Linked DNA regions of Rattus norvegicus: region 2 is linked to region 1. A link is a contact called in public Hi-C data. All regions are on one chromosome and are shown on one strand. The core of a region is the stretch at or near the end of the contact, and the rest is flanking DNA. Distances in the headings are between cores, read along the strand shown.

What was found. A called contact is a pair of places that touch in the nucleus more often than the background predicts.
Region 2: a Hi-C map of kidney shows a contact between it and region 1, with 4 times the contacts expected there. The contact joins two enhancer-like sites. A contact is called at or near these places in 6 of 12 Hi-C or Micro-C datasets (Schwann cells, frontal cortex, kidney and 3 more).

Annotation. Positions count from the first base shown.
Region 1 is chr12:33,152,540-33,157,231 of GRCr8, reverse strand. Adgrd1 (adhesion G protein-coupled receptor D1) reads left to right here. Exons shown (of 25, transcript XM_017598511.3): 15 at 473-596. Among named protein-coding and RNA genes, the nearest start is that of Adgrd1, 85 kb to the left of the region's middle. Within about 2 kb of position 1,926, at least 8 of the 93 cell types and tissues checked have an H3K27ac peak or open chromatin away from gene starts, as enhancers often do.
Region 2 is chr12:33,269,807-33,274,768 of GRCr8, reverse strand. It overlaps LOC120095937 (a long non-coding RNA gene), which reads left to right. Exons shown (of 3, transcript XR_005491912.2): 3 at 246-1,684. Among named protein-coding and RNA genes, the nearest start is that of Adgrd1, 33 kb to the right of the region's middle. Within about 2 kb of position 3,443, at least 18 of the 93 cell types and tissues checked have an H3K27ac peak or open chromatin away from gene starts, as enhancers often do.

The DNA of each region.
Region 1 (4,692 bases), core at 677-3,176:
CCCCAAAGGTTTTTAAAGTACTATGCGGGAGTTTTATATTTATAGGTACCACATTCTATCATATTCATACACACTGCCTTTTAGTTCTGTTTATCTTACTTATTTATACACCTTATATTTTACATATCTGTCCCCCAGATGTGCACTGAAGAGCTATAATGTATTTTCTCGGGATACTCTGGATTCTCTGAGTATCTGGACTCCTAAGCTGGATGCTGGGCCACAAACTGGACCCTTCCCAGACTGGGAGGGGTCCAGGAGCTTTCCCAAGGGGACCAAGCTAAGGCAGTGACCCTGCCTCTCTCTGTCCCAGGGAGCTTTCCGTGGCCTCAGCAGCACACCATCCACTGTCTAGTTTTACTACTAGGATGATTTGCACCCTCCTGTCAGAGTTAGCCAGTGAGTTGTTGCGTTTACGGGACTGAGGGATGTCATTGCTCCCACTGAACATACCTGTCCATTGTACCCTCAGCTCCGGAGAAGGCGTCTGGTCCAGCCAGGGCTGTGCACTCACGGAAGGAAACCTCACCTACTCAGTGTGCCACTGCACACACCTCACCAACTTCGCCATCCTCATGCAAGTGGTCCCACTGAAGGTGAGTGCCACATAGACCCCACGAGGTCCTCAGATCACAGCAGCCGTCACCACCCTGGGCACAGATCTAGACTAGCTACAAAGTTATCTTATATCTGGAAGAGGGCTGGACACATTGTTCTCCCAGATCTGGGAGATGGCTGGACACATTGTTAACATCTTTGAAGGGCATGATGGCGGGAGTCTGACATGAGTTGGCTCACATAGAAACCTACTTTGATTAAGGGAGCATACAGGGTCATGGGACCCAGACCAGAAGCCTAGAAGCTGTGAGCTGTCCTAGGAAGATGCTCTGGGGTTGTAGGAAATGAACCAGTGGCTTTTGACAAGCACACCAAGAGCCAGCCGAGAAAGTAACTTGGCTAGTGAGTTGTCTTTGGAGGTAACTTCTTAGTCGAGGGGTGGGAGGGTTGGAGTTTGGGGGGGGTTGGGGAGTCGGAGGGTGGGGGGATTGAGCAGGTGAGCATCCGTACTGGCTGGGAACCCCAGTGTCACAAAGACCACCCAGAGGGAAGGCACAGGTGCATCCCCAGTCTCACTGTGGGAGACAAGAGTGCTCACGCCATTGGTGACATTTCGAATGACTCCAGAGTAGAGCGTCTACCTCTGGATCCTCTATATGCTGGACCCCTGGACTGAGAGATTTTCGAATTTTCTTTGGTCTACCTGGGAGGGTCTGTTGAGCACTACAAAGGGGTGCGTGCTCTCCAGAGAGCAGCTGCTCAGGCCTGGCATTCGTCTCGAGAGGTCCAATCTACACAGTCAAAAAGGGGAAAAAAAATCAGAAGAAGAAGGAAATCCAGACTCATTTATATCATAAATCTGTCACCAGTGAGTATTGGTGACACCAAATTTAGACAGTCTGTGGGTGTCTTCGTGGGAGAAAAATCACATCTATTCATTGCTAGGAAAGGTTGATTTGAAAATGGTTTAAAATTATCCCCGTTTAAAAGGAACAGACTCATGAACATTAACAGAATTAAGGCAGCTCTCACAAGTGAGACCAAGCCTGGGGCACACTTACAGAATTCATAAGGAGTTACAAATGACCACATCTCCTGGACACCAAGCCAGCTTCTTCCTGGGTTCTGAGTCCTCTCTTGTGGTCTTTGAGTTTGTGGTTCAAGTCTTACCCCATCGTGTTCCCATCTCTTTTACTCTCTGAGAACTCTCCTGGCCTCCTCCACTCCTGATTTCTTCCTTGGGCCTCATAGCTAGAAGCTTCTGTCTTCCTGGTTGAGTGAGTGGGGTCTTTCTGGGCAATCTCAACAGACAGTGAGGCACACCTGACTTAGATTACTAGACCAATACTAGGAGGGGTGCTCTAGGATGATGTCCCAGGGAACCCTAGGATGATGTCCCAGGGAACCCCAGGATGCTAAGAGGAATGCTCTAGGATGATGCCCCCAGGAGACCCCAGGATGATGCTCCAAAGGACTCCAGGATGATGTCCAAGGAGATGTGAGGATGATGCTCTAGGAGACCCCAGGATGATGTCCCAGGAAACCCTAGGAATGTGGTCTGAGGTTGGCCTTGCCTACTCAGCAGGTCCCATTCAAATCCATGAATTTTAAATGTGCAAACTTGGTGATCTAATCAGAATTTCATGCTCAGATACCTTATCTGAAAGTCTCAATTTCTGGATTTGATTTAAAAAAAAAAAAAGTCAAACAGGGCTAGGGATACGGCTCAGTGATTAAAGCACTTGCCTTGCATGCTTGAGGGCTGGAGTTTGGTTCCCAGAGACACACATAAATGTTGCGTGGGTGCGGCCGGCAGCCCACCTGCAGCTCCAACCTTGGAAGGTGGAGATGGAAATCCCCAGAGCAAGCTGGCTAGCTAGACAAGCCAGATGGGAGAGCTCTGGGTTTGAATGACAGGCCCTGCCTCAATGAATAAGGTAGAGCGGGATGGAGGGAGATTTCTGACATCATTCTCATGCCTCCACACGCATCTGCACACACACGTGCAAAGACACGCACGCAGCGTGCCTGTGCATACACCCGTGCACAAATTAATTACATGTAATTAAAAAGCAGAGGACCCAGCCACACTAAGCTGAATTTGACCGGGAACAATATCGGAGGGGATGGAGGTGACGCAGCCCTCGCAGGAAGAGGGGTCATGGGCTCAGCTCATTCCTGTCTCCACCATCTTCCCTGAACCAAGCTCGGTAGACAGTCACCTTCAGTTCGTGCTTCTCATTCTTGTCTGTGGGAGAAGGATGGCCCGACTGTGCCAAGGGGCTCAGGTGAAGGAGGAATAAGTGGTCTTTGGCTAGAGTGGTCCCACATGCTCCTCAGAATGGGAACCCCGGCTGGCCGCCTGCAGTCTTTCCAGGCACTTCAAGGGCATTGAGTTTGTGGTCACTGACTCAGAGGGATCCAGTCCTGAAGCCAACGCCAGGTTTTTTTTGTTTTTTTGTTTTTTTGTTTTTTTTGTTTTTTGTTTTGTTTTGTTTTGGTTCGTTTTTTTGTATTTTGGCATTTCTAAATCTGGCCATGATGGGAAAGAATGGGCGTAGCACAGCCTGGGTACACCCTACCGTCCTGAAGCTGGTGTTGGGGTGCGAGCGTGGGGTTCTGTCATGGAACCCCCTTGGCATTCAGGGTCATTATACCTATCTCTAGTCTGGATCTAAGCTAGTGGCAATGGGATGTGGCCCTGAAGGGGGCCTGCATGTAGGCATGAGAGCAAGGGGTGGCAAGGCTGGTGGGACCAATGTGTGAGCTGTTTTTGTGCATCATAGCCAGGACCACATGGGTTTTTCCTAGGGTTGGGGGAGTATGTGAGGACCGGGCACTGGTAAGCGCCTTCTACAGGACATTCAGCCTGTGCAGGTCAGGCAACCTCCAGGAGATACTTGTATCCCTGTCCTGGGCTGTGGGTCTATAGTACTCACTCCTTCCACCCAACTGTGTCAGCTGTTGGGACACTCAGGGTTCCTCCCTGCTGTGTGCTGTGAGGCTGCTAGCTCCCGAAGGCCATGGCAGATACCAGAAGGAGACCGAGTGAGTACCATTCAGTCTGAGAACCCAGCCTCAGCACCCTACCTTGAGGCCCTAACCCCAAGCACTCAGTTGAGGGTTCTACTTCCGAACCCTCCTTTATCCCCTAACCCTCAACCCCTGAACTCCAGGCCTGGAACAGAATGGCCTTTGAGCATGAGGACCTTAGGGGAGTCCCTGTTGTGAGGGCTCATGGCAGACTGGGATGGAGAGAGGAGGATGAGGGGCAGGCCTAGCCATGCCCTCTGGGAGTATGGACCTCTTACATTAAATCATCAGTGTCCAAGGTAGCTCAGCTAATAAAGCATTTACCATGCAAGTGGGGGCTGGAGTTTGGGTCCCTAAGAACCCCTAGAAAAACTGAATGGGCTTCGGGGATTCCTGGTTCAAACTGGCTAGCTAGGCTAACCCAATTGGCTCTGGTTTCAGCAAGAGCCCTTACCTTAGTAATAAAGGGGGATGGGAGGTAGGCTGGCTGAGGAAGATCCCAGATGCCATTGCTAGAGGCCTAAGGGTAGAATCTCTTCCTCATCACCTTCCCTAATCCTCCTCCCTGTCCTGTTCTCCGCCCTGTTGCCTCCCATTTCAAGTTCCTACCTATCTCCCACTGTCTCATTCTCTCCCTGTGATAGCCTCCCCATTGGTTGCTTTCTGTTAGCCATCTTTTGCTTCCCCACCCCTAGGTGCCCTACCCTAGGTCCTTACTCTGGGGCCCACCTTTTGACTCCCTGACATCAGCTCCTCCAGCCAGAACCAGGATGCTGCTGTTGGAACAAGAGTCACTTAAAATGCCTGTCTTATTCCAGAATCTTCATTTAAGAATCCTATGGGGGGGGGGGAGGAGCTTTCTGCAGAGTTGGGGGTTGTCTGTCTCCTCTGGGATCCTATTTCAGGAGGACACTGCCTTCAGAATGGAGGTATCGATCCACAGAGGAAGGGGTAGGCTTGGTGACTAGGTGCAGGGACAGATGAGGCAGAGGGAAGTCTCGGACCTACGGTGCCCCCAAAAAATGAAGCATAGGACTGAGGGTGGCCAGCACGAGCAGCTCAGGCTCCGAGGTGAAGCGTTCCATAGCCTGAGTTTTGATC
Region 2 (4,962 bases), core at 2,194-4,693, 120 kb before region 1:
TGTACCTGGGGAGCCAGCTATTGAGCGCGAATGTATAGAGAACGTCCACCAGGGGGCAGCAGAGCAGAGGGATCAGAGGTTCTGCCACAATTCTAGAATGGGGAGAGGGCGTTGGCGGGGTAAGGGCGATAGGAGGGTGGGGTGGGGTTGGGGTGTGGAGGTTTGGGGTCCAGAGACTCGCAGGGATGGGAACCACCACACGGGACCCTAACTGGCACGCCACAACAGTCTTTTTATCTCAACAGTTCTCTGGTACTCTTTCGGGATGTCAAGTTCCCAGGATGGTGTGGTCCTGAGAGACATACTCACCGGTCCTCATCCTTGGGACCTCTGCATAGCAGTTCCAGGAAGCCATTCCCCTCATGAACTGTTGAAGGGCCCTGGCAGATGCACGGGAGGTTTTCCAGATGGCAGAGGTGATTAAACCCTGAATTATCTGCGAGGAGGGGTGGTGGAGTGGTCTGGAGGACAGGTGGACAGCCGTATTCAGTGCGCTGGGGTGGGTCCTACCTCGTAGGCATTATCAGACTGTAAGTTCTTTTGTGGATCTCCCACTCTTGGCATTTGGAGGCGAGGGCTCATGGAGGAGCGGGCAGGAGGCCGTTCTCAGGTGTGGAAAGGCTACTCCAGCAATCATGAAGTGTGAATTAGGACAGAGAAAAAGCTCTTTCCTTGGTTCACCGCTCTCCCCCCCCCCCTTCCCATGTTTGTTTAGAGGGAGAGATGGTGGGGGAAAGGAGCAGGGAGACTCCAACATCCTGTGATGCACTGAATGTCAGCCGATGTCCACAGAAGTCTGGTGACTCGGTATGCACCCTGCCATGCAGGATTTTGGCACTTGGAAACGCATCTTATGTGAGCCCATGCAGCAACTGCAGGGACCAATGGAGGTCACACTTCTCTCTCCTGTCACGGACTTCAGCTCCCAGGAGCAGCCCAGGAACCACCAGAAGTGCCAGCCCGTCAGGATGCCGAGCCCTTTCAACAGGCCCGTGATCGATGTTCCTGCCTGAGTGGCTGCTTGTGGCTGTCCCCTGTGGCCTATGTGTAAGGCTCTTGGTGGCTGACACGCAACAATTTTTTCTCCTGATTTTCTTTTCATTTTGAGCACTGGTATGAACATGTGGCCCGGTGGTAAGATGTGGTGACTGGGAGGTGACTAGAAGAGGTGTTGGGGACTTGTGTGCTGACCTGTGGAAATACTTCCTTCACATGATTGATTACACACTCTCTTATTGCCTTAGTGTGTGTGTGTGTGTGTGTGTGTGTGTAGGCCATGCATCAGTATGAGGTGTCTTTATTGCTCTCCACATTATTATTATTATTATTATTATTATTATTATTATCATCATCATTACTATGACCTTTAAAGGATTTTAATCTTTTATTTTATCTTATTTATTTTGAAAACTTAAAAAAAATTGCGTATTGGTGTTCTGCCTGCCTGAGGTCATCAGATCACTTGGAGGGGGAGTTACAGTTTTGAGCTGCCATGGGTTGCTGGGAATGGACCCCAGGGTCCTCTGGGAGAGCAGCCAGTGCTCTTAACCGTGGAGCTATCTCTCCAGCCCTTATTTTATTATCTTTAATTACGCGTACGTATGTGGGTCTGTGTGCTTACCTGAGTGCTCAGAGCTGGTGTTTCAGGCAGCTGTGTGCCTCCTACGGTGGGTGCCAGGGCGCAAACTAAGGACTTCTGGAGGAACAGTATGTTTTCTTCACTACCGAGCCATGTCTTCCGCCTGTCCGCTCTAGTTTTTGAGGTAGGTTCTCTTGCTGAACCCAGGGTGTGCTGGTTGGTTGGCCCTGCTGGTCAGTAAGCTCCAGGGATTTCCCCTGTCTCTACGTCCCCAGTGCTGGGATGTCATGTTCATCCTTGTATACGGGTGCCGAGGAGTCAAACTCCAGATCTCACGCATGCGCAGCAAGCACTTTACCGACTGAACCACCTTAGCCCCATTTTCTCCTTTCTTCTGGTTTGGCGCAATGTATCAGGCTATGTGATAAGACACAGAAGGGAGGAACTTGTTCTGTATCACACGCGAGGAGCGCCGTGGCCGCTTGGGGACCCTTGAATCCCTGCATATGATAGATAAGCACAGATCTCTCTCTCTCTCTCTCTCTCTCTCTCTCTCTCTCTCTCTCTCTCTCTCTCTCTCTCCCCCCCCCCCGTGTGTGTGTGTGTGTGTGTGTGTGTGTGTGTGTGTGTCCGTGTGTCCCTGTACTATGCACAGCTAGAGTCCTTGGGATCCACAGACATATAACAGCCTCAGGAGGCGAATGTATCCCAAACACTGAATAGCATCACAGCAGGGCTGAGGAGGGGTAGCAAAGCCACACCCCTTTAGTCTTTGCTGAAAGTCACCCACCCAGATTCTGGGAAGAGTCACATTTTATCACATAGCTTGCGGACCCGGGGCTGTCCCGGAGTTTGCCCTCAGCTCTCAGGATCCAGACGATGACCGGGACCGATGGTTTGAGCATTGTAAGTTCATGAGACGTGTCCGCGGAGCTGAGGCCAAGGGTGTGGCTGCCTGGCTATTGCCTCGGATCTAGCTGGGGAGGTGGGGGTGGCCGTCTTGGCTGAGAACACCCAAGCATGTGGAAACATTTTTTTGCCCTGATATCAGCTGTATTACTCAGGGTTCTAGACTGCGAGTGTAAGAGGGAGCCTGCCTCGCTCAGGCCACAGGGGAGTATCCAAAAGGAGGTTGGGGTCTGCAGAATCGTGAAGGCTGGAGGGTCGGGCTTGGGCACCGGAGCCAACCGAGGAGCAGGGATAGGCTAGATCACGGAGATCCTGCTCTGTGTGAAGACGGACTGTCTGCGGCTGCTAAAGAGGCCATGTCAAGGGGTCATGCTTGACACTCAGGGTGAGAAAGTGAAGCTCTGCTCCATTTGGCTCAGAATGATCTATTGTCTCTCCGCGGGGGCTAACATAGTGACAAAGCCTCAAGAAGCCAAGGGTGAGGGGAGCCATGTACAACTTTATGTCCTTTCCAACTAAGGGCCAGGTGTTCCCAGAGAGGGGACTGTCTTCTATATGTGGTTATTTTGGGACTCAGAACCACTTCCTCACTAAACCCGAGCCCTCTGCCTTCAGGCACAGGGGAAAGGGACAAAATGGCCACAGGGGCTGTAAAATCCCTGGCTCCCATGGCATCGGGTGGGGTGGATGAACCACATCACGTTTACTCGAATTCCCAGAAACACTGTGTTAGCGTGAGGGGTGCTGGGAGGAGTGAGAAGTGGGAGAAACTGGTGAATAGAGACTTATGGGGGGGGGGAGGGCGGTATGATGATGATGATGACGATGATGGTGGTGGTGGTGGTGATGATGGTGATGGTGATGATAGTGGCCTGTTGTGAGTAAAAAGGCTTCAGTATCTGCTCTGAGGGCTGACGCAGATGGGTGGGACTTGGAAGTGTGGAGGGAAGGAGGATGAGCAGCTGTCCCGTGTCAAACCCTTTAAAAAAAAGCATCTCACAGAATTGCAACAACGCCCTGATTAGTAAGTTCGGCTCTTTCCACTTCTCCAGTGACCAAGCTCTGTCGATAGACTTCAGAAAGCTGTTCGGCCCTCCCTCCTCCTCTCTCCCCTTCCTTTCCTTGCAGGGCCAGGTTGGAAAGCAGGTCCTCCTCACACACCCTAGCAAAGCTTTACTCCGGAGCCACAGCCCAGCCCATCAATCTTGTCTGTTCCAAAGCACTCATGCACATTCCACATTCCGTTTACCGCCCAGGATAGGGACCGATGGGTTCTGGCCTGGAATGGAAACGCACTGCTGTGGGTGGGCAAGGGGTGGGCGGAGGGAAATGATGCCATTTGGTGGAGGTGACCCAGGAGCAGGAGAAGCGAGCTACATTTCTGCTGTGCAGAATGCGATGGGTTGGGCGGGGGGGGGGGTGTTGTTGGTGGGAAGTCGGATGGGTGGGAGGAACCGGAGGGAGGATGGACGGAAGAGAATTTATCTGACTCAAGTGAGAGATGTTATTATCATCAAATATTTTCCCTAATTGTGAAAAAATTAAGGGGCTGAGGGGTGCCAAGAAAATGAAGTACATATGCACTAGGCGTTGGCTTTTTTTTGGCAAAAGAAATTTGTCTGTAATCACTTTTACAGAGATATAAAAGGAATTGCCTCTCCCCAATGTGATCGCTTCAGCCTGGCTTTTATCTGTTTCTTCAGAAACATCACATTTTGAAGGGAGTTGTATTAGCAGAAGATGGTGAATTTGTCTGGTAATTGCTTCCTATTATAAATCTAAGCAACATTTAACACCACCCAGGAATGCAGAATTATCACGAATGCTAAACGGAGCAAGTCTCTTTGACTAACTTTTGTTTTTCTTGTTGAAAACAAGTGCTTTGGAGGGGTGTGTGTGTTACAGAACACCATTTTGTGTCTCTTAGCAAGGCTGTGGGATGCAGGTGACACCGTCCTCCCCAGATTCCTGCAGGGTGTTTGGTCGCAGGGATGCCCGGCGGCACTCACCATAGGCAAGAATGACCTACCAAGGAGAGGAAGGAGTGGGACTGCCCTGCTGTTTGCTGTGTGAATCAGCATTCGTGGGGATCTTTGCTGGGGTCTGAATGTCCTACCCCTTAATTTATACAATGATATTAGAAGGTGAGAAGGTCATGCGGGTAGAGCCTTCGTGATTGGGATTACTGAGGGTTTAAAAGGAGCTGCCTGTCCCCTCCACTTCCCACCCCCACAGGAGGACCCATGGAGAGCTCACCATCCATGAACTACTGTGTTAGTGACTTTCCTCGATGCCATGGCCAAAGACCTGACAGAAACAACTCGAGGGAGGTTGGCTCACGGTTTTCTGGGTTCAGTCTGTTCCGGTGGAGAAAGCATGGTGGACAGCAGCTGGACCTTGTGACCAAGCTTGCTCAGATCTTGCTGGATCGGGAAGCACGGCTGAGTTCTAACCCTCCAGGGGACCCAGTACTC